Linked DNA regions of Mus musculus: regions 2, 3, 4, 5 and 6 are each linked to region 1. Evidence: chromatin contacts called from public Hi-C, HiChIP or PLAC-seq and promoter capture Hi-C data. All regions are on one chromosome and are shown on one strand. Each heading gives the region's core, a stretch centred on a gene start, on an enhancer-like site or on the middle of the called end of the contact. The rest is flanking DNA. Distances are from core to core; before and after follow the strand shown.

Region 1 (4,825 bases), core at 365-2,864:
ACTGTCAATATTAGCTCCCTTCTTGGTTGAAAGGGGACAGTGTCTCTCCTCTCTGTATATCTTGGGTTGGCTTTCTTCAGAGTGAGTGTAGACCCCCTGGCTCTTCCAGAATACCAAATCTCTCCACCCCTTTACTCCCAGGCTTCAGACTTACACAGTCTTTTAACATCCAAAAACTCAACAAGAGAAGGATCTTTTGTTCTCACAGGAGTCTGGAAAGACTTGTAGCTGTGTTCAGGAAGATAGGACATTTCAAGGGCCAAGATTGTCACACACTGTTACTATGAAAAGAATGTGTGTTTACACCCCACCCGCACCTGGGGAGAGGCAGTGGGTTCTCAAAGGAATATATTTTATCAGACAACTTTTTAAAAGTTTTTTTTTTTTTTTAGAAGGGAACAGGTGTGCACTACACTGGAAGGGATTAATAAAGCTGACACACCAGCAGAAGGTAACACTGTTGGCTGAATTAGCAGGGAATGCCAAGCCCATGGGAGGGGGACGATGGCTTAAAATGTTGAGTTCGAGGCACCTGTAGGACATTAAAATGGGGCAATTTCTTGGAGAGGGAGATGAATCAGGAGCATAGGAAGATTGATGTTTAATATAAAAGCATTAAATCATAAAATAGATCCATGCTATAGTATGGACTAAGAAGTTTCCAAGTGGGGAGGGTCTTCAGTTCATTCATTCATTCATTCCTTGGGAGTGGCAGCTCAGCCAGATTGCCTCAAGTTCCAGGCCACCCTGAGCTATGTCATGAGTTCCTGGCTAATCTGAACTATATAGTGAGTTCAAGGCTAGCTCCAGTCAGAGAGCAAAGCAGAGGATGATGATAACTGTAAGAAAAGAGGATGATGATAACTGTAAGAAAAGTGAGGTAGAGAAGATAGACCTTGATCCCCACAGGTTGAGACTGATTTATTGCAACAGCGAGGGGCCCCAAGCTTTCTGCTGTTGCAGGTTGAGCCCATTTACAGACATTCTCTCTCTCTCTCTCTCTCTCTCTCTCTCTCTCTCTCTCTCTCTCTCTCTCTCTGTGTGTCTCTCTCTGTCTCTCTCTCTCTCTGTCTCTCTCTCTCTCTCTGTCTCTCTCTCTGTCTCTGTCTCTCTTTCTGTCTGCCTCTCTCTGCCTCTCTCTCTGTCTGCCTCTCTCTCTCTCTCTCCCTCTCTCTCTCTCTCTCTCTCATACTGTTTGAGAGCCCAAAATATTGTTTGTGAAACAATTAGGCTGGGACTAAGCAATTCTTTATGGCTAGGGGCTGTTGCCCAGTAAACCCGACTCAGCTTCTCATGACCTGAAGTTACCTAGTATGTTGATGGGGAGTGGTTGGAGAGGGAAAAAAAAGGGAAGAAGGAAGAAATGGAGGAAGGTGTAAGGGGAGGAAGAAATGGGAAAACGGAAAGAGGCTGGAGAGGAGGAGATGAGTGGAGGAGGACTAATTCTCATTTATTTTAGAAATCTCCAGACATTATTGAACACTGCACAAAGCGCCATTCAACTAGAGGCTCCTCTGAGCTCACCTGGCCGGCCCCACTGCAGGGTGACGGCGCGGGGAACTACAACTCCCAGCGTGCCCCGGGGCTGGCGGAGCCGTGGGCGTGGCCTACAGCTGCCACAGCAGGCGGGCGGTACCGAGTGGAGTCGGCGGGGCCGAGCTCCCGGATGTGGAGACGTTGGAGCGGCGGCGTGGGAGGAAGATGGACGCGCTGGAGAAGGGGGCCGCCACGTCGGGGCCCGCCCCGCGTGGACGGCCGTCCCGGGGCCGGCCCCCGAAGCTGCAGCGCAGCCGGGGCGCGGGGCGCGGCCTAGAGAAGCCGCCGCACCTGGCAGCGCTGGTGCTGGCCCGCGGCGGCAGCAAAGGCATCCCACTGAAGAACATCAAGCGCCTGGCGGGGGTTCCGCTCATTGGCTGGGTCCTGCGCGCCGCCCTGGATGCGGGGGTCTTCCAGAGGTGCGCATGTGCGGGAGCCGGGCCCGGGTCGGGGGTCGGGGGTCGGGGTCCCCAGGCCTGACCCTGGGTCGCCCCTGCTTGATGGGCGCCTGTCACCTCTGGGCTGCGCAGACTGCCGGGTGCTGCAAGGCCCGGGAGGCAGCAGGTGCATGAATGGAGTCGAGTTGGGGCTCCCCAGCTTAGAGAGTCTTCCCTCACCTTTGAGAAAAAAATATTCTCTGGCTGTGAGGCTGTGAGTCAGCACAAAGAGGAAATGGTCCCTACGTGTGTACGAGGTATGACTGTTTTATGGGTGTGAATGGGTTTAGCCTACCTCTTGAACTTTGGCCTCACTAAAGGCAGTTTTTATCTCTGCATCCTCTCGGCCTCCACCGGATTGATCAGGAGTTACAAGTTGATGCCATTCATCAAAGGAGGGAGATAAAAATCCTTTGCCAACAAGGAATTTAAATGCCCGTGCTAGCTGCATCCAAATTCTGCTTGAATTTATTGCTACCTTTTGATGATTTGGCTTTTAAGATGATTGATTCAGAAGGCTATTGATTTCCCCATATTATGAAGGCAGATTTTTTTTTTCACCCAACTGACATTGTTTAAAGATGGGATAGCAAAAGATATAAATGTATGAGTTTTCTTTGTGTTTTGACTCAAAGGAAGCTCTGGGTGGAGCTAAAGAAACAGCTGGCTTCTGAAAATAACACGTAATAGGAAGTGTGCTGAGGAGAGATAGGGGAGTATCGTGAATTTGGTTCAGCTCAGTAAACATTTCTTGAGCCCCACTTTTTTCCATACACACGCAAGGAGATAGCAAGACGGTCCGTGCACAGTTCTATCCCTTACGGAGCTCTCGATTGGTTTTTGTTTGGTTTTGTGTTTTTAAACCTCTCAGAATGCAGACTGCAAAGGAGTGAGAAGTTAATTATGTATAGGCCACAGGGACAAAGTAACATCTATGAAGGGAAAAGAGTTTGAAGTCATACTGACCATAGATTGAGAACAAAATTATTGTTCATGACTCTCAGGTCCCATGTCAGGAAATGACTTTCAGAGTGGATTCAGAAAGGGTACTGGTAGAACTGGAGAAATGGCCCGGCGCTTGAGAGCACGTACTGGTTTTCCAAAGGACCCAAGTTCAGCTCTCAGCACCATTGTTGGATAGCTCACAACTGCCTGAAACTCCGCACCAGGAGATTGGATATCCTTTTCTGGTCTCCACAGGCCCTTGGTCTCACGTGGACATATTCACACTATACAATCTTTTAAGGGGAGTGGGAGGGTAATTGATAGAGGCGATGGCTCTGGACAGAATGCTTGCCATGTAAGTCTGAGGAACTAAGATCTCATTCCCTGAGCCCACATAAAATCCAAGTGAGAGTCTAGTGCATCTGCAATTACAGCAGGACAGGAGAATCTGGAAACTCAGGGGACAGTCAGCTTGGTGTACCCAGTGAACAACGAAAGAGAGACCCTGTCACAAACAAGGTGACATGTGAGGACCAGTGCCTGAGGTTGCTCTCTGACCTCCACACATGTACCAAGGCACTCATGCATGTAGTCACACAAACGCCCACCACATATGCACAGGTAAGTCTTTATGTCCCGTAATTAGGCTTAAGAACAAAAGATGAATCTTTTATTCAGCACGTGCTGTCTATTACTATGGGACTGGGTATTGCTGTCTTGAGCCAAGGGTTAGAGCAGCAGCAGGAGCCAGCTATGTAGAACCATTGACAGGCGCAGCCCCATGCCCCCTCTGGAGCCATGGACACTGATAGGAAGAGTAAGGCTTGTTGGGCACAAGCCTCGAATCAAAGGTGACACCCCTGTTCCATCTCTTCAGAGGTGATGCTGTGCAGAACATGCGGGATTTCTGAGGAGTCAACTTTTAGCCCTAGTCACATGGACACAAGATGGTCATCTGTTTTCTTGGTTGTCTACTCTCTTGATGGTGTGACATCCAGGTGTCAGCAGGCATTCCTGACCCTTGTAAACCTGAAGAAAAGTGACTGATTGGAGGTGATGTGACAGATAGCTGTCTTCCTGACAGTTCCCCTTACCCGTCACAGACAAGGCTGCCCTACTGGTTAGTTCTTTGGGGAGTGTGGTTAAACAGTGAAAAACACACTTGTTAGTCCATGCCACATGCTGTGATGTCCAAGCTCATCTCTGCACTTCCTGGCTGCCATGAGGTAGACATCTCTGCTGCACTGTGTTCCCTCCACCATGATACTCTGCCCCATCACAGGCCACAATGTTCACGCTAAGCAAGTAATAGAAAGATGTCAGAAAGTGACTCAAAAGAAGTCTTTCCTTAGGTTGTTTGATGCACTATCACCACAACTACCACAGCTGAGCAACATGTAGAACACGTGTGTGGTATCAGATGAGATTTGTTACTATAAGTACACAAGATGGTGTGCTCTGTCAGGAGAATCTGCAGTTTCTTGTCTCAGGATGGGTTGTCCCTTTCTGATGTCAAGCAGAGTGTTAGGAGATCCATCTGCCTCTGCATATGTGACCATAGTCTTTGTCCACTTAAGACCATATTGTTGATTCGGTCTCGCTCTCATGGCATTCCCACCTGAGAAGTTGCAGTGCCTCCGGTTGAACAGACTGTTCCTGGGAAATCATGATGGGCTCAGAGACCCCTAAGCCCTCTCTTACAGAGTGAACTTAGGAAGTTTCAGTCATAAAAACTCTCTCCTCCATGATAGGACTGTTCAGACATGTACCTTCCCTGTTCATGTGAACTGCGGACCTTCTGCAGTGTAGCTTGTCATGAGGATAGGCACTTGTCTCTCTTCCTGTCTATAAACTGTTCATAAATACAGAAGGTTCTTTGTGTGGACTGACTGTTTGAATACCTCTTG
Region 2 (4,151 bases), core at 1,167-3,666, 2.4 Mb after region 1:
CCATTCACAGATGAGTGGATAAAATGTATCAATCTTGGGTAACAATCTTATTCAACCTTAAGGGAGTTCTACCGCATATGGCAGCATGGATGAACCCAGAGGATGTTAGGCCTCCAGTCATGGAGGATGGGGAATCTGAAACAGCTTAAGCCTCCAAAAGGCAGAGAGTAGGGTGGCTACAGGCTGAGGAGAAGAAGGCAGAGTTACTTTTCATCAGGTGTAAAGCTTAGGCCATTGTGACAAGTGACCTCCTGACATCTGCTGCATGACACAGTACCTGTTATTAACAATACCATATCCTACATTTAACCGTACTGTACACACTGTACCTAACAGTACTGTATACACTCTGACATTGGCAACACCATACATGATGTAGTTAACAATACCATACACACAAACAGTACGAGCATAGAACTGGGCTGTAGACAGTTTGGCTGGCAGCAATGCCAGCTTAGCATGCTCAAAGCCCTGGGTTCAAGTCCAGTCTTTGTACTGAATAAATTAGACTTAGTGGTTGTCTCAGCAAATAGTTAAAATTCTGCTTTATACTCCTGGTAGGTTCGCGTTAGCTTTTTGCTCACGTTGGTTTATTTTTAATATACCTTACCTAGATAAATGGCACTTAAACTGCCCCGAAGCTAGCATACACTCCCTTCTGATATTCCTGAGTTAACACTTACTAAATATATATTTTATCTTTGCTGTCCAAGACCCTTCTGGGCAGCCCTTCTGGGGCTGCTTTCCCCCTCGTACCTACATTTCAGCCTGCTCTCCCCCCTGCTCCTTCCTGGCATAGTCTGTCCTATGCCCTTCTCATGGTGGGATCCCTTCTTCCTCCTCCTCTCTTACTCTGGAATTCTAAAAGTCCCGCCTCTGTCTCCTTGCCCAGTCATTGGCCACTGGCAACTTTATTTTCCAATCAGAGCCAGCTGGGGGTAGGCTTCCTTTAGCCTACATGCAGGACACTGCAAACAGGTTTTTGGGTAACATAAATTAGCATGAGAGCACAAGCTGCTCTAGGTGGTGGATGTGTGTAATTCCAACTCTAGGGAGGTAGAGGAAGGAGGACCAGAAGTTCTCAGCTACATAGAAAATTAGAGACCAGCCTGGGGTATATGAGATCCTATCTCAAAAGAGCATTACCTCTTTTAGTAAGAACTATAAATATTTAAGAGTGTAGATTTCAATATACATTGTTCATATTGTTTTAGCGCCATTACAGAGCATAAGCGACTGTAGGCGGTCGCGCAAGCAGCTTTGGGGAATGCCTCTATATACAAAACGATGCTGAAAGGGCCGTGGTCCTTCTTGCTTCTGATGTTATAAGCAGTGCTGTTTTATGCAGGCACACAGTTAGGCTTTAACTGCAAGGAGCCTGGGACTGATGGCTGTCTTCCCTCTACCCCCCCCCCCCACTTTGATCCTAATTCAAAATGGGTGGGCCCAGTGGGTTAAGGTTTGTACTCAAGCAGTTCCTGGTAACCACTGAGTCATCAGTACGCCACAGATTAGTCTTGCTGGCTAGCGGAGAGTGGGAGCCAAATGAGAAGTGCTAAAGGCTCAAGGACATTTGTGGTGGGAGATAAGAGGTAGAGAATGACCTCTGAGTTCACAGTGGGAATATCCAGTGAGTTTCCAGCTGTGTTGGGGGAGATACTTCCGGTACTAAAGCTCTGCCCGTTTCCTATGATTGACAGTCCAAAGGAGAAAGGTTAACGAAACAAAGACGCATTTCCCTCCGCACCCACTTTCCTCTAAATAGCTCGTGTTGGTGTGTAAAAACTAAACTTGTCACCCTGCTCCCAATGTAGAACATCCTACTTGTGTGCCGCAGGTGTCACAGCGAGCTCGTGGGGAGCCAGTCATGCCACGTGCTCATCCGAAACAGCCCGAGGAAGCTGTGGAGTTGATTGTGAGCTCTGGGGTTGCTTTACTCAAGAGCCTGTATTTCTAAATGCTTTCATTTTTTCAGGTCCTCTCTAAAGAAGTTTGAGTTCCTCACAGTTTCTCAGAGTGACTTGTGACTGAAGTGTCACTGAAAGCTCAGGGTGTTTCTGTCGTTCCCTCCACACACCCCCTCCCCCCCTTTCTTTTTTTAAAATTTCGACTTCATTCAGAAACCATTAGACATTGCTAAGCGGCTGCAAGATGTGCCCACTAGGAAGAAGGTCCATAGCCAGAGAGCACATAGAGCCAGGGGTCCGGAGGCCTTGGCAATATGAAACTCAGGGATATCACCTCAGATGTCCTTAAAATGTGAAGCAAAAATGGAGGAGGGGGAAAAAAGGAACTATTCAATTGTCCCAGGAGGCTGGCCTTTAGCCTGCGCAGAGGAAGTGCAGGGCGCAAGGGTGCAGGGGTGCAGGGGTGCAGAGGAGGCGGTGTTAACAGCCTTCTGGTGAAAGAGGGGAGTACAGAAAGCTTAAGTTGCTTCTAGGGACTCTCTGGGTGGAAGGATCTGGGCCTGCTGCGCCCGCCCGTGCAAACAGAATTGCAGAAGTTGAGCCTACGCTTATCATTTCCCTGAGAAGAAAAGCATATTTCCAGTTTCCTGTGCCTAAGAACAAGCATCCAGCGCCCTTCCCGCGGCTCAAACCCAGGCTGACCTGTGCATATGGGTCAGGGGGATCAGGATGGGGCCTGCGCATGAGGCAAGCCTCTGCTACAAGAACTAGAGGAAGCGATTCCAGAAGGAGATCACAGTCCCCAGCACTACTCAGACTCAGGAGCTGAAGACCAGGGGCGTTCAGTGTAAGTAGCTCATTCTACTCTGGTTCATGTCGCCCAGGATGAGGAGGAAGAGCCTCTGCCGCTTTCCTGGATCCCAGCTGCTGGGTTAGCCAGTGGAAGGGTTAGCTAGCATCGCTCGCTCTCGCTCCCGGGATCTCAGCCTCTGGCCAGGGCCATAGACCCCTCCCCTGCTCCCCGCACCCCAGGCTGTTGCTAGATTTGTCTATGGCTATCTTTCCGTTTAAAATGAAACAGAGCTGGGGCTTACTTAGCTCAGAGGCAACTTACCCTTGTGTGCAAGAGTGTGTATCAATATTAAACACATGTAAACTTGCTTTAAAATTTTTAATGTGTTCTTAATATAAATGTGTGTGTGTATGTATGGATATATATGCACACTTTAGTTTTGTTTTTGAGACAGGGTCTCACTGTGTAGTTCTGACTGACCTAAAACTCTCTGTAGACTATGCTCACCTCAAACTCACAGAGATCTACCTGCTTCTGCCTCCAGAGTGCTGGGGTTAAACTGTGTGCGTTCCTCTGCTCAAATATACTTTACCTTTGAAACGGGTATTTAGAATTTTGTGTGCCAGCCAAAGGCCTATTATGAGCATTTACCAAGAATAATGTGAGAAGACAAGTGTCAAATTACAAATGTCAGGCTATTTATAAACCTGCTTTATTCTACAAAGATGAAATGGAAATTGTAAAGCTTGCGTGCCTCGCCGTTTACCGGACAGCTGCTTTTGTTCAGTGAACTTCTTAATTTAGTGGGACAGATTTTTTTTTTCCAGACATAAGAGTTCATTTATCTCGTGACCCAAATGGTGCTTGGTCTGGGTTTATTGTGAATTTCTGTACCTTTTTCACTGTTGGCCTGAGGAAGTGGCTGAGGCGTTTAAGGAATTGCTTCCTTTTAGAATAGCAACATTGTTCAATATTTTATTGTTACTGTCTTGGTTTGTACAGCTCACTGGTTTTCAATGTTTCAGAAAGCAATAAAAACTGTTCTTTAAATCAGGGAGGGTACAGTGTTGTCATTGCTCAGGAGGCTTTGGAGAAGGGTCTCTTGTGAGAAGAGCTACCCTGTGGAGGCACCGATAAGCAGCTGCGCCCAGTTTGGTGCTTCAGAGCCCATGCTCAGAGCACTAACCCACCGGCCACTTACATCTGTCTTTTGATGAAATTGATATTACATCTCAGTGTTTTGTGAGCAAGTAAGAATTTGGGTCCCCCTTCTCAAGGGTTCCCTGTGGCATCTGAGCAGGAGTGTCTACAGTTATGACACATCCCAAAGGCCATTGTGGGGTTCCTTGCTGGTTATGGTCCTCCAGCCCAGCCTCCAGAGACAATTGGTTGGAATGGTATTAGAAGCGCTTTTTTTTTTTTTTTTTTTTTCATGTGTGGACTTCCTTCCT
Region 3 (4,255 bases), core at 1,680-4,179, 2.1 Mb after region 1:
GTTTCCTAAAAGGGATCCTGAATTGCTTTGCAGGGTGCCCGTGATTCTTGGCAGGAGTGTGTGCCAGCCTGGGGCTATCATGCACCAGCCTCAAGAGCCACCCAGGTGGCGCAGGTGGCTCAGGTGGCCCTGAGCACCCCTGTGCTTAGGGTTTTAGGCATCCCTTCCATATCTGCATGGCTTGGTACCCAGCGGCAGCTGAGCGTCCGTGGTGGGAGGCATTCAAGTAGGCTGTCTTCTGGAGCATGGAGAGGATTCTCAGTCAATCATGGCATGGTGAGCCCTTTTCATAGCACCTGAGCTCTCCACCCTGCCAGTCATCCCAAGGACCTGTCTGTCATCTCTTCTGAAAAGTCTGTGTAACTGGGGTTCTGCGGGAAAACCAAGAAAGAAAAAGAAGCAGAGCCTCACTCCCTAAAGAGCATGGGGGTCCCTCACAGTGGAGGGAGCAGGCTTACGTTCACCTATGAAAGTAGCTGGAGAGACCCACTGGCTTACACTGATACATGCCCTGATGCGTGTCATAAATCGAGTTTACACTGCTAATAAACCAATCATAGCGAGCCCAGCAAAAGAGGCGATTCTTCTCTGTAAATAACGCTCCCATCTCTGAGTCAAAACCTGGGGCCAGCTCACTGCGGTGTCAGTGACGAACAAGGGTGGGATTGGGTTTGTGTGCAGGAAACTGGATGCTAAGCCCAGCCCTGTCCACCCGACGTCTCAGCATGAGAAAATGGCTGAGGCTGCCTTCCAAATGCAGAAGCAGTCAAGTCTGGATCCTAGGATTGAAAGAGAAGGAATTGCTGCCCTGTGCCTAGGACACTCAGCTCAGGAGTATCCCTCTCCAACGTCAGTTACAACAAGTTTTAAAAATAGCTTATTCTGGACCTGGTAGTGTGCGCCTCAGTAGTCCCAGCACCAGGGAGGTAGAAGCAGAAAGAAGCTTTAGAGTTCAAAGGCCAATATCCAAGCCGGGCGTGGTGGCGCACATCTTTAATCCCAGCACTCGGGAGGCCGAGGCAGGCGGATTTCTGAGTTCAAGGCCAGCTGGTCTACAAAGTGAGTTCCAGGACAGCCAGGGCTGCACAGAGAAACCCTGTCTCGAAAAACCAAAAAAAAAAAAAAACCCCATATAGTGAGTTTGAGGCCAGCCCGAGCTTCATTAAGATCTGACTCAAAACAAGAAAACAGCTCAAAGAAATGTTTTTCAACCATGGACACAGTTGGCCTTTCAAGTTGCCTACGTGAGAGATCTAAGTATCCACACTGGCTTCCAAGCACTTCCCTATCCTTTCTCTTCATAATCTAAGAAACAAGACAGATAATATTCTGCTGAAGGTCATGTTGTCTCCTAAGGTCATGTGCTAATTAGCAGTGCTAATTTCTAGAGACCAGATCTCTTCGCACCTTGTTGGTGGGGACACATCTTTACCTGGTGGGTCACTGAAAGTGCTTCATGGTGCGGACTTGGAAAGATGGTGTCTATATTTAGATTGTTGGTGTGCACCACTCGCTGGGTAAACACTGTTGGAGCTGCTTTTGATAGGTGGACTTAGGCTTGCACAACCAATGGAGAGCAGGTAGGTAAGAGAAGAGACTGGGATGTCATTTTAGTTTGGAAACCATTAAATATAATCATCTGTGTATGTGTGTGTGTGTGTGTGTGTGTGTGTGTGTGTGTGTCCATGTAAGAAAGTGAGGGAGACTTAGAGGTGGAAAAATAACACATTCCAGCCCATAATATGCTGCCGCCCTCTGTGTCCCACAATCCATGAAGATGCAGTGAGACGCCATAGGTCAATCAAAGCCAGGAAGGCTGAAATGTGTGCTAAAGTGTAGGGATTAAAATATTATGCCTGACACTGTATAATGCATGGTGGGAGAAAAAAAATTTTCGTGAGTATAAATTAGCTTTACTGTTGAGTGTAAAAGTCTTCCTTTTGGTTATTTATGAAGCTTCATCTTGAAGATTGCCTTCCCTGCGTAACAAGCAAATCAGAATTTGTCATGTGCAAATCTTGTAAAGATTGCAAGGCCGGTGCATAATTAGCCTCAGAAAAGTGTGACCAAACTGAGTGAGAAATAAAAACACTATGTAAAGGCAGGCAGGCCAGGGGAGGTTGGGGCGTGTTTGGGGCGTGGTCAGTCGTGGTGGGCCTTGATCAGGGTGTGGTCGGGCCTTGGGCGGGGTGTGGTTGGAGTGTGGTCGGCCCTGGAAACTTTCACTCTAGGTTTTCCTGACTTGGTGATATATGTTCAAAGTCTGGAGAGAAAGTAAAATTATGTAACAAGTGTTTCTCTTCTGCTGTTCAAACGGCTGCTATTGTTCCTAGATCAAAGACTTTGGTGATGAAGTGCTTACAGGGCTCTGAGTAGGAAGAAATATTTAAATAGGGAAGAACAGAGAGCGCAAGCTGGCAGAAGAAGGAAATAAGGGGTGGGGAGGAAGGGCTGGCGCGGTGATCTGCCAACGGTGAGTGCCTAAGACCCTCAGACTGGAGCATGCCTAAGCTTCCCCGCTGACAACCTCACTCAAGCTCCGGTTGTATTTCTGCTCTAAAAATCAGAGGCGAGCTCCCCCCACCCCACCCCCTGGTGCCACACATGTGCCCTTCTGCCTAATCCAGTGTGTAATGTTCTGAAGTCATGTTTGAGTTTCCTGTAAGGCACACACCGCCCTTCTTCACCAAAGAAAGACTTGTTTCGAGGTCAGATGTTTCTCACCAAGACACGGAGAAAATCCCCAGCTAATTGCTGTTGTTCAAACCCTCTTCCATCTCCTGCCTCCAGGGATGGAAGCCCGGTGCCCCCGGGGACCATTACATAGCAGTCTGTCAGGCCTTCGCGCCTGCGCAGCCTGCTGAGCTCATCCTCTGGCAGGGTGGAGTGCAGGCCAACGCTGGGTGTGAAAGCTTTGAGGGGGAAAACCCAGGAAGTGGTCGGATGACTCCGTGCTGGTACTTTGTTGAGTCAGACCTGGGATGGTTTCAGTGTGCAGAGTAGACACCAAGCTGCCAAAGAGATGTCCATCCTCTCTCTTGTCCCTTGGGTGTTCCTCAGACCTCGGGACCTCTTCCCTCACTTTGATTGCGGAGTCAGTGCCTTCAAGCCCACTGTTCTGTCCCAGCCCAGGTACCTGACAAAGCAGCTGCAGGGCTGCTAACAATACACTCGTTGTGTCTGTAGAGTGAGAGCCAACACAGAGCGTGTCCGGAATCTGATTCTTAGTTGTACAGAGCCTCCTGCAGCCTGTATTCTCTTTAAAATGCTTTAGCTGTTCCTGAATGTCTTCTGGACCAGTTCTTATCACTCTGGCAAACAGGCTACTTAAAAGGAGGAATGGCTCTTTGGGGCTCATGGTTTGAAAGGGTACAGAGGGAAAGGCGAGGAATTCACTGCTGGGGGAGCAGAGGGTACGGCTGAGAGTCTTCACCTCTCCACACACCAGCAGGCAGGAAGTGGGGTCAGGTCACAAACCTCGAGGTCCGCCCCAAAAGCAACCCACTTCCTCCAGAGAAGCTTCGTCTCCTGAAGGCTCCGTATCTCCCCCCACAGGACCACCAGCTGGGAACGGGTGTTCAGATGCCCGGGCCTGGGGGCACAGTCACATCCAAAGCATACATAACGCACTCCTTAATCAAGTCATTGTCTGCACTCTGAGAAGCACTGTCGAGCAAATGTCTTGTCACTTAATCTTGTCACTTGGACAGAGTGGTTGCAGCATAAATTCATATGGAGAAGACATCTGATAGAGTTTAAGTCCTGCACAAAGCAAATTAAGGATTTCTGGGAACTGAGTAGGCAATAAGGTAGAAGGGAACAGGGGGAGGGGGTGGAAATGAACATCCGTGCTCTACCCATGCATCCAAACAGACATTGCTTTAAAAAAACAAAAAGTCAATTTCCATGTATCCGTGCCCTTTATAACCTTCCTAGGGAAGGTTGTAGGACTTTCTGTGGTCTTTCTATACTGTAAATATGAGCGTGATAATGCTTTTCAAACATTTCTACTCCAAAAAAAAAAATTCTTTTAATGAAAAGCTACAGCCCAGAAGTCAAAGGGTCCACACCCACCCTCCCATGCTGTTCATGTCTGTGGGTTCCAGTAATTATCCTTAAAAATTCCCTGAGAGCAATTTCTTAGATTAATGACCTTCAGGGAGGCTGACACCTTCAGAAGTTAGCAAAAGTTCCCCCTCATTAGAGAATGTGCAGGTGGAATTAAGTTTAAAGAGATGGGGAGACTGTGCTGCCT
Region 4 (4,742 bases), core at 123-2,622, 2.5 Mb after region 1:
TACTGGAACTGGACAGGCCTCTGGCTCAATATGGCTGGTACAGGTTACAAAGAGGAATCTTGGATACAGACCCTCATGAAGAAAATAAGCATCGTATGAAAAAAATGAGTTTACACTGCTACACACTAAAGAACTATTTAGAAGTAGAAGAGAGATCTGAATAAATCCCTGCCCCCATGCTGACACCCTGACCCCAGATGTTCAGTCTCCAGAATGGTGAGGTAAGCAGTTTCTACTGTTTAAGCAAACATGTTTATGGTACTTTGTTTCCTGGAAGCCCCATGATACAGTTAGGTTTGAAGCTGCAACCTCCTGGAATCTACATTTTAAATATTCCCCCAAATGGCTTGGAAGTCTTTGAGAAACAGTGCTATGTAGATAGGAAAAAGAAATTAAATCCACCTTTCGATGTAGCAAATACGTGCTTGTTCTTGTAATTTGCCAGCAGTCTTAACTTGGCTGATGACCCATTGGGGGTCTTGCCAGGGGAGGCCTTCACTACCCATTTCTTCCCACCACTTACAGAAAATACATACTTATATCTTAAAAGAGACTGAAAAGCACCAATCTTTTCTTCTCTCCTACCCTTAATAGCTTGATTACTCCGCTTTAGATACACCAGCTGTTACCTTGGTAAAGCTTGTGTCTGATATTCTGCTTAACTGACAGAGCCGGAGGGCTGTAATATTCTCCTTTGTGTGTCTCTGGCTTCCAGCCAGCAAACACAAATAATGCACTCTGAATCTCCCCTCAACGAGTGTGATAATTGATGATCTCTTGATGGAGAATGGGAAACAACACACGAAATTTGCTCCATATTGTTCTGCGTTGGAATGAAAACTTTTCTGACAAGGCAGTCAGAGCCAAAGTGGGAATGTACATCACCGGAAGCTAGTAAAGTTTAGTCACTGCAAAGATCTGGATCTCGCCACCTCTGGATCGCACTGCCCCTGTCTGCCTGCCCTCCCTCGACAGCGCTGAAGTGGAATCCGCACTTGCCCCTTTCCTGTCTCCCTCACTTTCCTGGCTTACCATGACAGAAGCAGGAACTTTGCTTAGGGATAAGTGAACTCTGCAGAGCAGGAACGCTCACGGTTGTCAAGACGACAGGCCACGCCCACTCACAACTCCCAGTGTTTTGCGAAGGACAACCTGCGCAATCGCACTGTAGTCTTCCGGTGAGTACTGCCCAAGTCGTAGACTGGTTACACAAGCCACACTTCCCACATAAGGTACGCCCACATCGCGGCTTTTACCTAATCCCGCCCATTTCCGCCTGATGCCCCGCCCCAGCAAAGAAAGCGGCCTCGAGTCCCATACACTGCTGCCTGTAGTCCCGCCCTGAGCCCACCCCCGCCTCTCAGCTCCGCCCACTTCCGGCAGACGGTCGGAGCATTTACGGCCGTGGTGCCGCAAAGCGCTGGAGTGAGGCGGTCTGAGCAAGCTGTCGTCTGGACCCCAGACCTGCTGGTGGTGAAGTATGCCTTAGGCGAGGGCTTCCGGGCGTGGGGAGAGCTGCGTCTCACACTGAAACGCAGGCTGACCTGGAACTCGCGGGCATCCCTCAGCTTCCTCCTGAGAGCTGGGGTTATAGCCGAGGCCCGCCACGGCCAGCCTTGTAAAAAGGTTTCTTCCTCGCTTCTTTTGCGTCTGGACGAGCCCTTCCCGGGGGATCTGGGGAATGGCGCCAGCTCACGACTAGGTGAAGCCATAGGTTCCGGGCGGGTCCCCCAGGGAGTCATCTGGCCACAAAGGCGAGCTCCAAGAGGGTCGCTACCTTGATATTAAAGTAGTACAGATTCTTCACTGATCGTGGGAGTTTAGTTTCTATGCAAAGCATTCGCCCTTCTCAAGAGCTGCTCACACACTAGTTTAACGTGACTTCTAAGAACCAGTAAGCCATTGTTGTCCCAAGGTCACGGAGCGCTGTACTGTTGTGGCAGCCTGCAGAATTTCAGCCCTTCTCCATAAGAAAAGGCACTTGAGACGTAGAGGAATGGAGACAGTTCTTTAACCCAACCCCAGCTTACGGCCCGTCTAACCCAAGATAGAGTACTAATGCTCTGTCCCTTACATAAACTAAATGTTCTGTTCAGTAGGACTGACAGCTAGTTTTTGTGGGTTAAGGTCATTGGTTGCACAACACTTAAGACCTTACTGCCCTCCGAACCTTGGTAATGAGATAAAAACTTAACACCTACTGCATATAAATTCAAATTTGTTTTATCTTAGCTGTTGAGGTATGGAAGGTAGCCTTTGTTTTGAATTATTCAACAAAGCAACTACTAGTGTTTAGTGACAGAAAACCTCAGACTAAACTAGGAAGTGGTGTGGAAGTACAGTAATTAACATGGTGACTCAGGAGAAATGGCCTTACTCAAAATCACTGTGTCATTATCAACTTCTCTCCTAAGAGGAAAACTAATAGTAGAGATGTGTTAGATCCCATGGTTCAAGACTCTGTGCATGCTTTTTTGAGTTTTGATGTCCTCTAGTCCCTGGGCAGGATTTGTGAGTAATAAGAGGGCTGCTTTCTGGCATCTCTTCATCTTGACACGGGTTGTACTAGCCCCTCTCTCCTGTCATGTACCTGTACCATCTAAAGGCGTATGGTCGCACAACCTCTGGTATGGGGAAATCTGACAGGACAGTTTTCCAGTACAGTCTGAAGGAATACTGAGTCTAGTTCACTAGACCACTGAAACAATACACTGCCGTCTCCATTTCCTTCAGCTTTTTTTTTTTTTTTTTTGGTCACTTGAACATCATGGGGCAGAATAACATCATTGGGCATCAAGCCCCTATTAGAAATAATAGTGTCCTACTAAAATGACAACGCCATCATTCCTTTACTCAAAGTCCCCAGGGAGAAAGGACTTACAGCTCCTCCTTGCACATATCCATGTTCCTGGAATAGCCCGTGACTTTGAGCCATGCACTCATCCAACTTTGATAACTTCCAGGACTCCATGCAGGTCTCTGCAGCAATTAAGTTGTTTTCTAGTTTGCAAACTAAAGGTTTTTCCCAGCAGCAAAAATAAACTAAAAATTCCTGAAAATCAACTGTATCATAAATTACCATCAAAGTGCATGGGGCAGGGGTAGGCGAATCTTTTATTACTCATACTCTGTGGGAAAAGCAATTGGGAAGGAGAACTAAGGCAGGTCTCTAAAAGCTTTCACAAGTTACAAATGCCAAGTTTTATCTATATAATAATTTCAAGCCACATAGTTTTAAGTCATTCTTCAACAAGGTATACCATCCTGGTATTATATTACTCCTCCCCTCTCTCCCTACTCCCACTGTTAATATTATTAGTTAAACACACCTGTTAAATTACCTTTCAGTATTACACTAAATCTTCAGGGAAAGAAAACAAACCATGAAATTAAAAGAGAAAAGAGAGAGATGGTTATGGCAGTAAGACTCTGGAAGCTGGAGCCCATGAGTGACTATGAGTCAACCCTAGCAAACCTCAGTGGACACTCACTACTCTTCCCAAGAGGAAGCAAGCAGAATCAACTAGGATCTGTACACTTGGACACTAAACGCAACACCAGTCACAATTGTCAGTATTAGTGACAGGGTGCCACTATGTAACTTCAATCATAGCTCTCCTTGAACTAAGGGTCTTCCCCTGCCTCAGCTTCCATCCAGCTCAACACAATAATTTTTGGACGAATTTTGAGAATCTCCATTTTCTGCTAGTTAATTGTAAAGTAACCTTTAATTCATCTTTAAAAATAATCTACTTTGAAATTTTATTTTTCCTGAATAATACAGTCCAAAAGATATTAGTTGTCTGGCTCTAAGCAAAAGCAGCAGCCTTAAGGGACAGGATGAAGGGCTGGGAGACCTTAAGAATTCAAGACAAAGGAAACAGGTCTCAGGTAAAAGTGGTTTGTGACAGCAGCCTAGCAGAAGAGGACACTGATTGGGTGGAGAGGGTAGTGGCACAGGTTGTTGGAGTTAGGACAGGGTGAGCATTCCAGGCAAGAGTGGGATCTGGGAGGGAAGGTACGAGGTGGTGACAGTGGTAAGAATTTGGTTCTAGTAGAAGTGATGATCCAAAAAAGTCAATTAATGAGGATAATAGGAACCAGCTTTTTTGCTGTTGGACATGAGTTTTAGAATTACTGACAGGAAGCTAAAATAAAAATAAATCCTGTAATATGGGAACAAGCTAGTACCAGATTATAGAAAGGTCACTAAAAACCACACACATGCACACAACACTCAAGTCTACAGGTGCACACCTTTACTAGGTGGCACTTACTGCCAAATGGGCAGTTCCATTTGTAGTGCTTCTACTACCGTATTTCTCAACCCCTGGGTCATGACCCCTTTGGGGTCAAAATGATCCTCACAGGGGTGACCTATGACCATCTGCTTGTCAGATGTTTATGATTCATAACAGTACCAACATTACAGTTACAAAGCAACAGTGAAATGTTATGGTTGGGAATCACTACACCGTGAGGAACTATATGAAGGGGTCACAGAACTAGGAAGGTTGAGAAATAGTTTTCTAGTACATACATCGTACTTCCTAAGATACCCCATCCGTGTGCTGGTTTATAAACCCGCTACATGAACGAGGCTCTTGGGAAGAAATAATCTCACAGTGGAGAATGGTGGCAAGTACTGTATTCGGGTGGTCAGAACTACCATCAGCCATACTGGATGGAACACAGTGGGAATCTTTTTTAGGTTTGGTCTAACGAGGCCTCTCCTTCTCCTT
Region 5 (4,627 bases), core at 1,772-4,271, 2.1 Mb before region 1:
AGCACATAAATTCTACCCATTCATACAACCTCTTAATATGATCTCTTCTTAATGGGAATGAAGTCTAAAAGTAGTCAGGTTATGCTGAAGACTTTCAACATCAAACTATAGACATATGAAAGATGGCATGGAATCCTTGATCCTTTTATTTAACATCTGTAAGATGCTATCTCTCTTCATGTGCATTTCCTTTCAACGTCAAGTAACTCAGAGGATGAGGTCATCCTGGTACTATCGATCTTGCTCACTAGGGCAGTCTCCACGCACAGAAACTAAATGAAGGGACAAAAAGCCAAGGTACAAAATGTAACTGGCTGCCAATTTTAGAGAAATTTTAGAAGCATCTAATTTGCAGTGTGGCAGGAATCCCAGTTTCTCCGTGGTCAAGCACGCCTGGGCATGTCTGGTGACCTGCTGAGGCAAGGCTGAGGCACACTGGGTGACACAGGTGGAGGCTGCTTCCTAGAACAGGACTCGTTTTAGTGAAGAGAGGAGGAGAGAAACTGTGTAAGAAAGACTTAGTCACGCGATGGGGAGTCATAAATGCAGCGTGGGGTAGCTGTGACTCAAATCTGTCTCAAGTCTAGGCCCATGAAAACCGGTCTGGGTCTCTAAAGGAAGCAGGACTCATAAAGAGCTGTTTCACAGAAAGCCTGGGACACAGAGCACAGCAGCCCACCCCAGGTTTCCACTAACAGCGCTGCTCAACACAGTGATCTCCATTTCTCCCGAGGACATCCTGGCTTTGCCTGTTTGGCAGAGTTGGTGCCTGGAACAGCAGAGCCAAATGTAAGAAGGCAAAGGGGCAAGGTGTTAGGTGTGAGGGATAGAATCAGTGACCGTATTAGTACTGTAGTTGGTGTGTTTGAGGACGGTGCCTAAACCGATACATTTTATAAAGTATAAACAGTGGACAACTGATAAATAGGCATGCAAGAGAGTTGGGGTCACAACGAAAGAGAGCATCATTACAACTGAAGGGACCAGACAAGGCAACCACTCTGGATCAAGAGGGTGTGCTCCTGAGACCGCACACACAACTCTAACTCAGGTGGTGGCTGTGTGTTTCCCCACTGGCTGGGCTCCCACCTTACAATTTTATTCAGTTGGCCAATCTGGAAAGATCATCACCCAGGAAACTGAGGAAGAGGGTCCAAGGAGAAAAAGGTCAAGGCTCCAGGCCACCAAGTTTCTAGAATAGAGCCATGGGCCTTTATTTAAACAAAGGTTTACAGGGTGGGGAGGATTAGAATATTTGCATAATATTCTTAGAAGGTGGGGGGAGATAAAAAGATTTGAATTTCCTCTGCTAGGTCAGTCCTAATTTCTAATGTGCCTTAGAGCAGCTGCCACATACACTGAGTCATGCTTTATTCCAGTCCAGTTTGGTGATCCTCAGTCTACAATCCAGGATGACAACACATTCCTGATCTATCTGCAAGAATGACTCTGAAAGTTAGAGTTTGAGGTTAACGCCTGCCAGTGTAGCTACATTGTATATTATCATTTTAATTTTTGCTTTTCCTTGAGGAAACTTTTCTTTTCTTTTTCTTTTTTCTTTTCTTTTCTTTTTTTTTTTTTTTTTTTTTTGAGGATGTTTCCTTCCACTGGGGGAACATTACGTGTGATAGTATGTATCCAAAGGTTAAGGCTGCAACTGTACACTAAGATATTTGTGGGGCGGTTTCCTTGTGGCCCACACTAGTTGGCCTCAAAGTTGCAACAATCCCTTCTAGCCTCATACTACATGTTGTTTCTTTTATTATGTTTATTTTTTAAATTAGGGCAGTGAATTCTAGAAACATGAAAATACTCCACCTGGGGGATCTCTCTCTCTCTCTCTCTTTGTGTGTGAAGATCTACTAAGAATGAATGAGGGAATGCTCTCTGAGACTGCTTCCCCACTCCAGAGCATCAGATGTGCCCCGGAGTCAGGGTGTGATGTGGGCTGCTCACCAGCCTTCCTCATAAACTCCAGGTCTTTATTTTACAAAAAGCTTATTTACAAAGCATTCCCTTACCGAGAAGTTCAGGAAGATGCAATGCTTCCCTAGCTGTAAAGGGAAGGTTTGACTCTTGCCTGGGGATAGGGAGGAGCCTTTCATTAGTAGGAGTAGTAACCTCTTCCCTGCTTTCTTCTTCACACCCTCCCTTTTTGTGAGGCAGGATTTCAGTTTGGCCTGGAACTCGCTATATAGATCAGGCTGGCCTCGGAATCTCGGAGACCCTCCTGCCTCGGCCACCCTAGGGCTGGGGTTAAAGGTGTGCCTTTTAGGTGAGGTACCTGTGTGCACCACCCACCAGACTGGGAGGGAGGCCGGGAGATGTGGTCAGAGCTGCTGGGATTAGACAGTTGTGAGCCGCCTTGTGGGTGCTGCAAACCGACCGCCGGCTCCTCTGGAAGAGCGGTTAGAGCCCTCAACGGCCAGCGCTACACCCCAAGAACTCAGCCTGCCTACAAGTGTCACCCCAGATTTTATTAGAAGCTCCAGGACTTAAAACCTGCGAGGATCTCGAGCCAAAGCAACGCCCGCCTCGTCTGAGCTGCCCTCCTTGGGTCATTGGGACATCGGGACAGGTAAGCAAGCCTGGCTTGCGAGTCAAGCCTCTGCCTCCGCGGTGTGGACATCGGCTCGGCGCTTCAAAAACAAAAAACAAAAAAAAACCGATTTATCGAACTTTCTGCACATGTCTGAGACCTGTCTTTTGAGTATGGCAAGCGCTCAGACGGCCAGACACTTGCTCCACTTACGGCTTCCTTCTACAGGACACCACCTCCCCCGCAAACCACACACACACACTCTCTCTCTCTCTCTCTCTCTCTCTCTCTCTCTCTCTCTCTCTCTCTCTGAGCCGATGCTTCTCCTTCTCTCTGTAGAAGTCCAGGGCTGTGAAAATCCCCACCGACTTCGGGTTTCGAGGGCTCGTCCCGCCTCCGCCCGGAGCGGGAAGGCGTGGGAAGGCCCAAAGAAACTCTGGAGGGGCGGGGCCGCCGCGGCGCGCAGGCGCGCTGCCTCCTCCGCGTGAGTGCGCGCGTTCCGGCGCGTGTCCCCGCGCGGGCTCCGTAGCGCGTGTGCAGCCTGACGCAGCCCCGCGGGCCCTCCTCCCGCTCTGCGGCGGCCGCGCGGAGTTTGGGGCGTGCGGGCGCGGAGCGGGGGGTGGCGGGGGCGAGGAGGCGGCGGCGAGAGGAGGCGGAGGAGCAGCAGGCGCCGCCATGGCCGCCGCGCTCGCCGACATGGCCGACCTGGAGGAGCTCTCCCGCCTCAGCCCGCTGTCCCCCGGCAGCCCCGGGCCCGCGGCGCGCGGCCGGGCCGAGCCGCCGGAGGAAGAGGAGGAGGAGGATGACGAGGAGGCGGAGGCAGAGGCGGTGGCCGCGCTGCTGTTGAACGGGGGAGCGGGCGGCGGCGCGGGGGGCGGCGAGGCGGAGACCATGTCGGAGCCGAGCCCCGAGAGCGCCAGCCAGGCGGGCGGGGACGAGGACGAGGACGAGGAGGACGACGAGGACGAGGGCAGCAGCAGCGGCGGCGCGGAGGAGGAGAGCAGCGCCGAGAGCCTGGTGGGCAGCAGCAGCGGCGGCTGCAGCGGCGACGAGACGCGCTCGCTGAGCCCGGGCGCGGCGAGCAGCAGCAGCGGCGATGGGGACGGGAAGGAGGGCCTGGAGGAGCCCAAGGGACCGCGGGGCGGCCCGGGCGGCCCGGGCAGCAGCGGTGGCGGTAGCAGCAGCAGTAGCGTGGTGTCGAGCGGCGGCGACGAGGGCTACGGCACCGGGGGAGGCGGGAGCAGCGCGACCTCCGGGGGCCGGCGGGGCAGCCTGGAGATGTCGTCCGACGGGGAGCCGCTGAGCCGCATGGACTCGGAGGACAGGTCAGTGCGCCGCCAAGGGGACCCTTCCCGGACCTCGACGAGGGGGACTCAGGGGACTTCTTCCTGATTCGAGGGGACTCTGCGTGGATCCCGTCTAGGGGACTCCTCCCGGACCCCACAGAGGGGACCTAGGGGACTCCTCTTGGACTCCATTGAGCTGACTTCCTTGCCCGATCCCCTCCCATCTCCTGGACCCTTTGGCCCAGCGCGGGGCGGGGGGCGGGGGGGACCCTTCTAGCAGCGATCCCTTGCTCTGTAGATTCCCGGGCTCCGCCGAGGGGACCGAGGGGACTTTCTCGCCGCAGTCCTTTCCGTTTCTTGCTTCTCCTTCCCTGCCCCGCCCGCCTGCCCACCTTGGGAACGGCTTCGCCGGAATCTCCCCTGCCCCAGACTCTGGGACCCCAGACCTGGGGACTTTCTCTCCGGGATCTCCCGCCCCCTGATTCTCAGCCCCTCCCCCCCAGATCTCAACTTGGAAATCCCGGGCGGCCGCCGCGCCCCTCTTGCCGCTGAGCGGCTTCCAACTCCTCACCATCCCCCCTCAACTCTCCTTTCCCCACCCTCCTTTCCTCGGCGCGCGGTTCTCCTTTCGGATCGAAGGACGACTCTGTCCCGGAGACAGCCCCCCCAAAATGGCCCAGACGCCCCAGCCGAGCTCCAGAGGCCCTTGATGTACACCTCGGTACACAAGGTTAGCTTCGTGCATCGGTGTTCGGGAACACTTGTCAGAACTGCAATTGACAAGTGTTTTCCAATATGGCTG
Region 6 (4,294 bases), core at 477-2,976, 2.2 Mb before region 1:
ATCATCAGACTTGATGGCTGATGCCTTTACAGACTGAGCTATCTTGATGGCATTTGGGGGGTGGGGAAGAGTGGCACGTGAATGGAGAGGTCAAAGGGCAACCTGTCGGTTCCCAGGCTTCACCCACTGGGCCATTTAAGGGGCTCTTGTGTTTCTTTTTTAATGTTAATCTTTCATTCCCATTTTAGCCTGAGCAGACCCCCAGGAGCGGCTTAATAAAAGGGAGATTAGCTCCTGCGGGAAGAATGCTGGCATTGACAAAACCTTGGCTTTCTGTTGCTTGTTACTATGTCTCAGGTAGAGGAGAGGATAATGGGCTGGCTGCGTTTCTAAAGAGAGCCTGGCCAAAGCCACTTTCTCTAACAAACTCTGTAGCCCTCAGGGGCTCCACCCTGCCTGACATACTCCATGCACGAACCTGGCTCTCTCTGTTGCCTGCTGGATCTTGCCTGCAAGGATGACAAATTATCCATTTGTGAAGCTCAGCCTTGCAGACAGGCTGAACGGGAGAGCTTTCAGCTGGAGGGACTGCTCTGGGATGGTGCATGGTAGCCCACACCCACAGTCCCATGCTTCAGAAGGAGGAAAAGGAAAGCTAAGAGTTGGCCTAGCCCAGAGGAGAGACTATGTGGACCCACAAGCACACATACATACATACACACACACACACACACACACACACACACACACACACACTTGGGGGTGGGGAATAGCTTTCCAGAATCGGCTGGCAGGACTTTTGGGTTACACCTTGGCTCTAAAACTCCAAATACCCCTCACTTCCCAGCAGCCATCTAACACAGACAAAGACTTATTAACTGGACATGGGCTCCGTTGTAATCATAAAAAGAGAAAGAAATATAAGAATATGTTCTATGGGAGTCGGGGGGTATGGGGGAAAGGAGTGCCTCACTGGCCCATGACAAGGCATCCTTTCCCCTGAGGGACCAGCCACAAGATGATACAGTATAGAATAGTTTATTCAGGGCATGGGGAGGGGACATAAGAGGGTAGTAGAGGCAGAGAAAGGCAGAGAGAAGGAGAGAGTAGAGAAGTAGAGGCCGGCCATGACCAGGTGGAGAGAGGGGGAAGGGAATGATGAGAGGGGGAGCAAGGGGGGCAAGAGGCAAGAAAGCAAGAGTAAGAGAGAGAGAAGAGGCAAGCAACCCCTTTTATAGTAGACCAGGCCTACCTGGATGTTGCCAGGTAACTGAGGGAGTGGAGTCCAGACAGAATACCAAGGGACTCAGAGCCATGGAGAAAACAGATAACTTGCTTGTCCCAATGTGTATTTCATTTAAAACATGTATGTAAGCGTGTCTGTGCCACATGTGTGCAGGCACCTACAAGATCCAGAAGAGGACATCAGATCCACTAGAGACTGGTGTTCCAGGTATCATTCTGTGCTTGACATGGGTGCTAGGATCCAAAATCCAGCCCTCCAAGAGAGCACTGAGGGCTTTTAAAACCTCAGGGCCACCTCATCAGCTCCTCACTTACACGTTTAGATATAAAAAAAGATGGCTCACTCGTCTAATCCTAGAGCCCAGGAAACTAAATCAGAAGCTTCGTCCCAAGTTTCAGGCCAATCTGGGCTACAGTGTGAGCTCCTGTCTCAAGCAGATACAATTTACAAGCAAAAGCAGGCAATGGCAGGTCCCTCCGTCCCCAGCATTCAGGAGGGACACAGAGGGCTTTATTAGCCCGCAACCCAGAGCAGGCTCTTCCCTTGGCACTGAAGCACAGGAGTAGAACATTTAAAAGGCGGAAGCCACAATGGGATTGTTGTTAGCTGGGTGTTAGGGGAACCTAGTGACATTTGGCTATGCATTCAGTAGATCTTTCAGTTATGCATTCAAGCCATGGTCGGGCACAGCAAGTCCAGCATGTATCGCCAAGGCAGACCTGACTGTTCAGGGACTAGGGGCTAAAAAAACACCTGAATAGGGCTGGAGAGATGGCCCAGCGGTTAAGAGCACTGACTGCTCTTCCGAAGGTCCTGAAGGTCCTGAGTTCAAATCCCAGCAACCACATGGTGGCTCACAACCATCCTTAATGAGATCTGACGCTGCCCTCTTCTGGTGTGTCTGAAGACAGCTACAGTGTACTTACATATAATAATAAATAAATCTGCCAGGGCAAGCAGAGGTCCTGATTTCAATTCCTAGCAACCACATGATGACTCACAACCATTTGTACAGTACAGTGTATTCATATACATAAAATAAATAAATAAATCTTAAAAAACAATAACCACAACACCGGAACAGACATAAGATGCAGTCAGGATAAGAGCAGAACTAGGTGGGGTGGCTTCACTAACTTCAGGGGAATCTATAGCGTCTCTGATCTACACAGAGAGCCCCAGGCCCTCTAGGAACGCATAATAAAACCCTGTCTCAAACACAAAACTGAATAATAATAGAATAATAGTGAATTAAAACAAAAAACCTCATAGGTAAAATAACTGCATTTGCTCCTTTGTCTTTTTGTGACGGGTTACCCTGGACTCACTCTGTATGATCCTCTGGGCTATGACCCCCCTGGTTCTTGGATTACCCGTGTGCACCATCATGCCTGGCTAATTGCCTTATTGTGTCTAATGATCTAAGTCCAGGGTGGTGACACAGGAATGTGAAGTTAGTCATTTTGAGTAGAAACAGAAAGATCAGGAGTTCAAGGTCATGGTCTGCCTGAGTTTGAATCTGAGGTCAGGAGTTCAAGGTCATGGTCATGTGTGAACTCCGTGGACCTGTGTTTGTTGCACTTCTGTGCAAAGCTGCTGTCTGAGTCTGTTGCACTGTCCTGTGAATGACTTTATGGCTGGTCTCTAGGGTCTGCTCTAGGGTCTTATGTTTGTCCATAAGATTCAAACAGAGGCAAATCTTCTTCCATCCTTCCCTCCCCTGCTCTGCCTTGTCATTCCAAATGATGCTGAAAATCCTGGGGTACTTAAGAAGGCTGTGTGGACAGGGCCTGCGCAGCACTCCCCGAAAACTCTCTCCACTGACAGAACAGGAGACTCCCGCCACCTTCCTCCTTGGTGCCCTGCCCTACCTTACAGGTGAGCCTGACAAACTTTCCATGAACGGAGACTGCTGGTCTCCCCCTCAGAAGCCCAGTCTGAACGAAGGGACCTCAAGCTTGTCAGGGCTTCTGAGCCCCTGCTGCCTGTTAGGCCACAGATCTCTTCCCTAGCCAACCTTATCCATAATGCAGTGGCTTCCGCTCTGAGGAGAGCAGGATTGACTCCCCGCCACCCCCTTTCAAAGCAATCGTGAGGACGAAGCAATTACACTTAATGACACAGAGGAGAGAAAACCTTTCTGTTTGCATCCCAGCCCCACCTCAAGAAGATTGTGTGGCATTTGCGTCATTCTGAGGAATTTTGTGACAGGGGTTTCCTAGGCGTTTTTGTGTCCTAATTGAATCATCCTGTCCAAACAGCTCACAGCTTCGGAAGCCAAACGTGTTCTTAAGTAATCGAATAGGAGGCTTCACAGAAGGGCACACAGACAATGCTGTGGTGGAACTTAACCATGGGCTCATCTTACAGTCAGGAACAGCGGGGCCAGCAAGAGGGCTCAGTGGAACAGGAGCTTGCTGCCAAGCCTGATGACTGAGTTTGATCCTAGGGATCCACAGAGAAGGAGGGGAGTGACTCCCACAGTGTCCTCTGCCCTCCCTCCATATGAATGTTGTACACACAGACACACACAGTGCATAAATAATGTAATTTTAAAAATGAACTATGGGCCAGAGAGGTGGCATAGCACTGAGGAACACTTGTTGCTTTTGCTGACGACCGGGTTTAAGTTTCCAGTACGCACAAGGTGGCTCACAAAAGCTTGCAAACTCCAGCTCCAGGGGAGTTGGCATCCTCTTCTGACCCTACTCAGGCACTTCCTGTACATACACATCATTTTAAAATTAGGTCAGGGTGATGTGCTAGGCCTATAGTTCTAGCACGCAGGAGGCAGAGGCAGGAGGATCTCTGAGTTCGAGGCCAGCCTGGTCTACAAAGTGAGTTCCAGGACAGCCAGAGCTACACAGAGAAACTCTGTCTCGAAAAACAAAACAAAAACAAAAAAACAAAACAAAAAAAAAACCCTGGTGTCAGCATTTTGTCTAGGCTCTGCCCCACAGTTACCTGGCAACAGCCAGGTGTGCCTGACTCACTATAAAAGGGGCTAAATCGCCTCCCCTCCTCGCTCTCTTGCTTTCTTGCTCCTGCTCTGCTGTCCTCTTGCCCCTTTCCCCCTCTCTCCATATGCTTATGGCTGGCCTCCCCTCT

What was found. A called contact is a pair of places that touch in the nucleus more often than the background predicts. HiChIP or PLAC-seq counts read pairs in DNA pulled down with a chosen protein or histone mark. Capture Hi-C pulls out chosen DNA fragments and counts their contacts.
Region 2: a contact with region 1 is called in an H3K27ac HiChIP or PLAC-seq map of embryonic stem cells, with 4 times the contacts expected there. The contact joins the promoter of Lrmp here to the promoter of Cmas in region 1. A contact is called at or near these places in 2 of 39 promoter capture datasets (the HPC-7 cell line and pre-B cells) and 1 of 115 datasets of contacts at active chromatin or transcription factors (embryonic stem cells).
Region 3: a contact with region 1 is called in a Hi-C map of CD4 T cells, with 2.7 times the contacts expected there. The contact joins the enhancer-like site here to the promoter of Cmas in region 1. A contact is called at or near these places in 2 of 39 promoter capture datasets (the C10 cell line and pre-B cells) and 1 of 484 Hi-C or Micro-C datasets (CD4 T cells).
Region 4: a contact with region 1 is called in a promoter capture Hi-C map of adipose tissue, with 4 times the contacts expected there. The contact joins the promoter of Etfrf1 here to the promoter of Cmas in region 1. A contact is called at or near these places in 3 of 39 promoter capture datasets (hippocampal neurons, liver and pre-B cells) and 1 of 9 other capture datasets (adipose tissue).
Region 5: a contact with region 1 is called in an H3K27ac HiChIP or PLAC-seq map of extraembryonic endoderm stem cells, with 13 times the contacts expected there. The contact joins the promoter of Aebp2 here to the promoter of Cmas in region 1. A contact is called at or near these places in 6 of 39 promoter capture datasets (the 3T3-L1 cell line, 3T3-L1-derived adipocytes, the C10 cell line and 2 more), 5 of 484 Hi-C or Micro-C datasets (B cells, CD4 T cells, CD8 T cells and 2 more), 6 of 115 datasets of contacts at active chromatin or transcription factors (bone marrow-derived dendritic cells, embryonic forebrain, embryonic stem cells and 3 more) and 3 of 9 other capture datasets (adipose tissue, embryonic stem cells and liver).
Region 6: a contact with region 1 is called in an H3K27ac HiChIP or PLAC-seq map of embryonic stem cells, with 3 times the contacts expected there. The contact joins the enhancer-like site here to the promoter of Cmas in region 1. A contact is called at or near these places in 6 of 39 promoter capture datasets (the 3T3-L1 cell line, 3T3-L1-derived adipocytes, the C10 cell line and 2 more), 1 of 484 Hi-C or Micro-C datasets (CD4 T cells) and 3 of 115 datasets of contacts at active chromatin or transcription factors (double positive thymocytes and embryonic stem cells).

What each region holds. Positions count from the first base shown.
Region 1 is chr6:142,755,072-142,759,896 of GRCm38.p6, forward strand. It overlaps Cmas (cytidine monophospho-N-acetylneuraminic acid synthetase), which reads left to right and starts at 1,615. Exons shown (of 8, transcript NM_009908.2): 1 at 1,615-1,955. The coding sequence starts at 1,702. LOC115490443 (a long non-coding RNA gene) reads left to right here and starts at 2,237. Exons shown (of 2, transcript XR_003956544.1): 1 at 2,237-3,539; 2 at 3,796-4,783.
Region 2 is chr6:145,119,353-145,123,503 of GRCm38.p6, forward strand. It overlaps Lrmp (lymphoid-restricted membrane protein), which reads left to right and starts at 2,417. Exons shown (of 19, transcript NM_008511.4): 1 at 2,417-2,754.
Region 3 is chr6:144,899,877-144,904,131 of GRCm38.p6, forward strand. No RefSeq gene overlaps it. Among named protein-coding and RNA genes, the nearest start is that of Gm32124, 4.2 kb to the left of the region's middle. Within about 2 kb of position 2,930, at least 178 of the 459 cell types and tissues checked have an H3K27ac peak or open chromatin away from gene starts, as enhancers often do. A contact at or near this core is called in pre-B cells, where this site is marked.
Region 4 is chr6:145,209,775-145,214,516 of GRCm38.p6, forward strand. It overlaps Etfrf1 (electron transfer flavoprotein regulatory factor 1), which reads left to right and starts at 1,373. Exons shown (of 3, transcript NM_133688.3): 1 at 1,373-1,478. Casc1 (cancer susceptibility candidate 1) reads right to left here and starts at 1,196. Exons shown (of 16, transcript NM_177222.4): 1 at 1,033-1,196. The coding sequence starts at 1,035.
Region 5 is chr6:140,620,481-140,625,107 of GRCm38.p6, forward strand. Aebp2 (AE binding protein 2) reads left to right here and starts at 3,022. Exons shown (of 8, transcript NM_001005605.2): 1 at 3,022-3,864. The coding sequence starts at 3,215.
Region 6 is chr6:140,603,310-140,607,603 of GRCm38.p6, forward strand. No RefSeq gene overlaps it. Among named protein-coding and RNA genes, the nearest start is that of Aebp2, 18 kb to the right of the region's middle. Within about 2 kb of position 1,727, at least 31 of the 459 cell types and tissues checked have an H3K27ac peak or open chromatin away from gene starts, as enhancers often do. A contact at or near this core is called in embryonic stem cells, where this site is marked.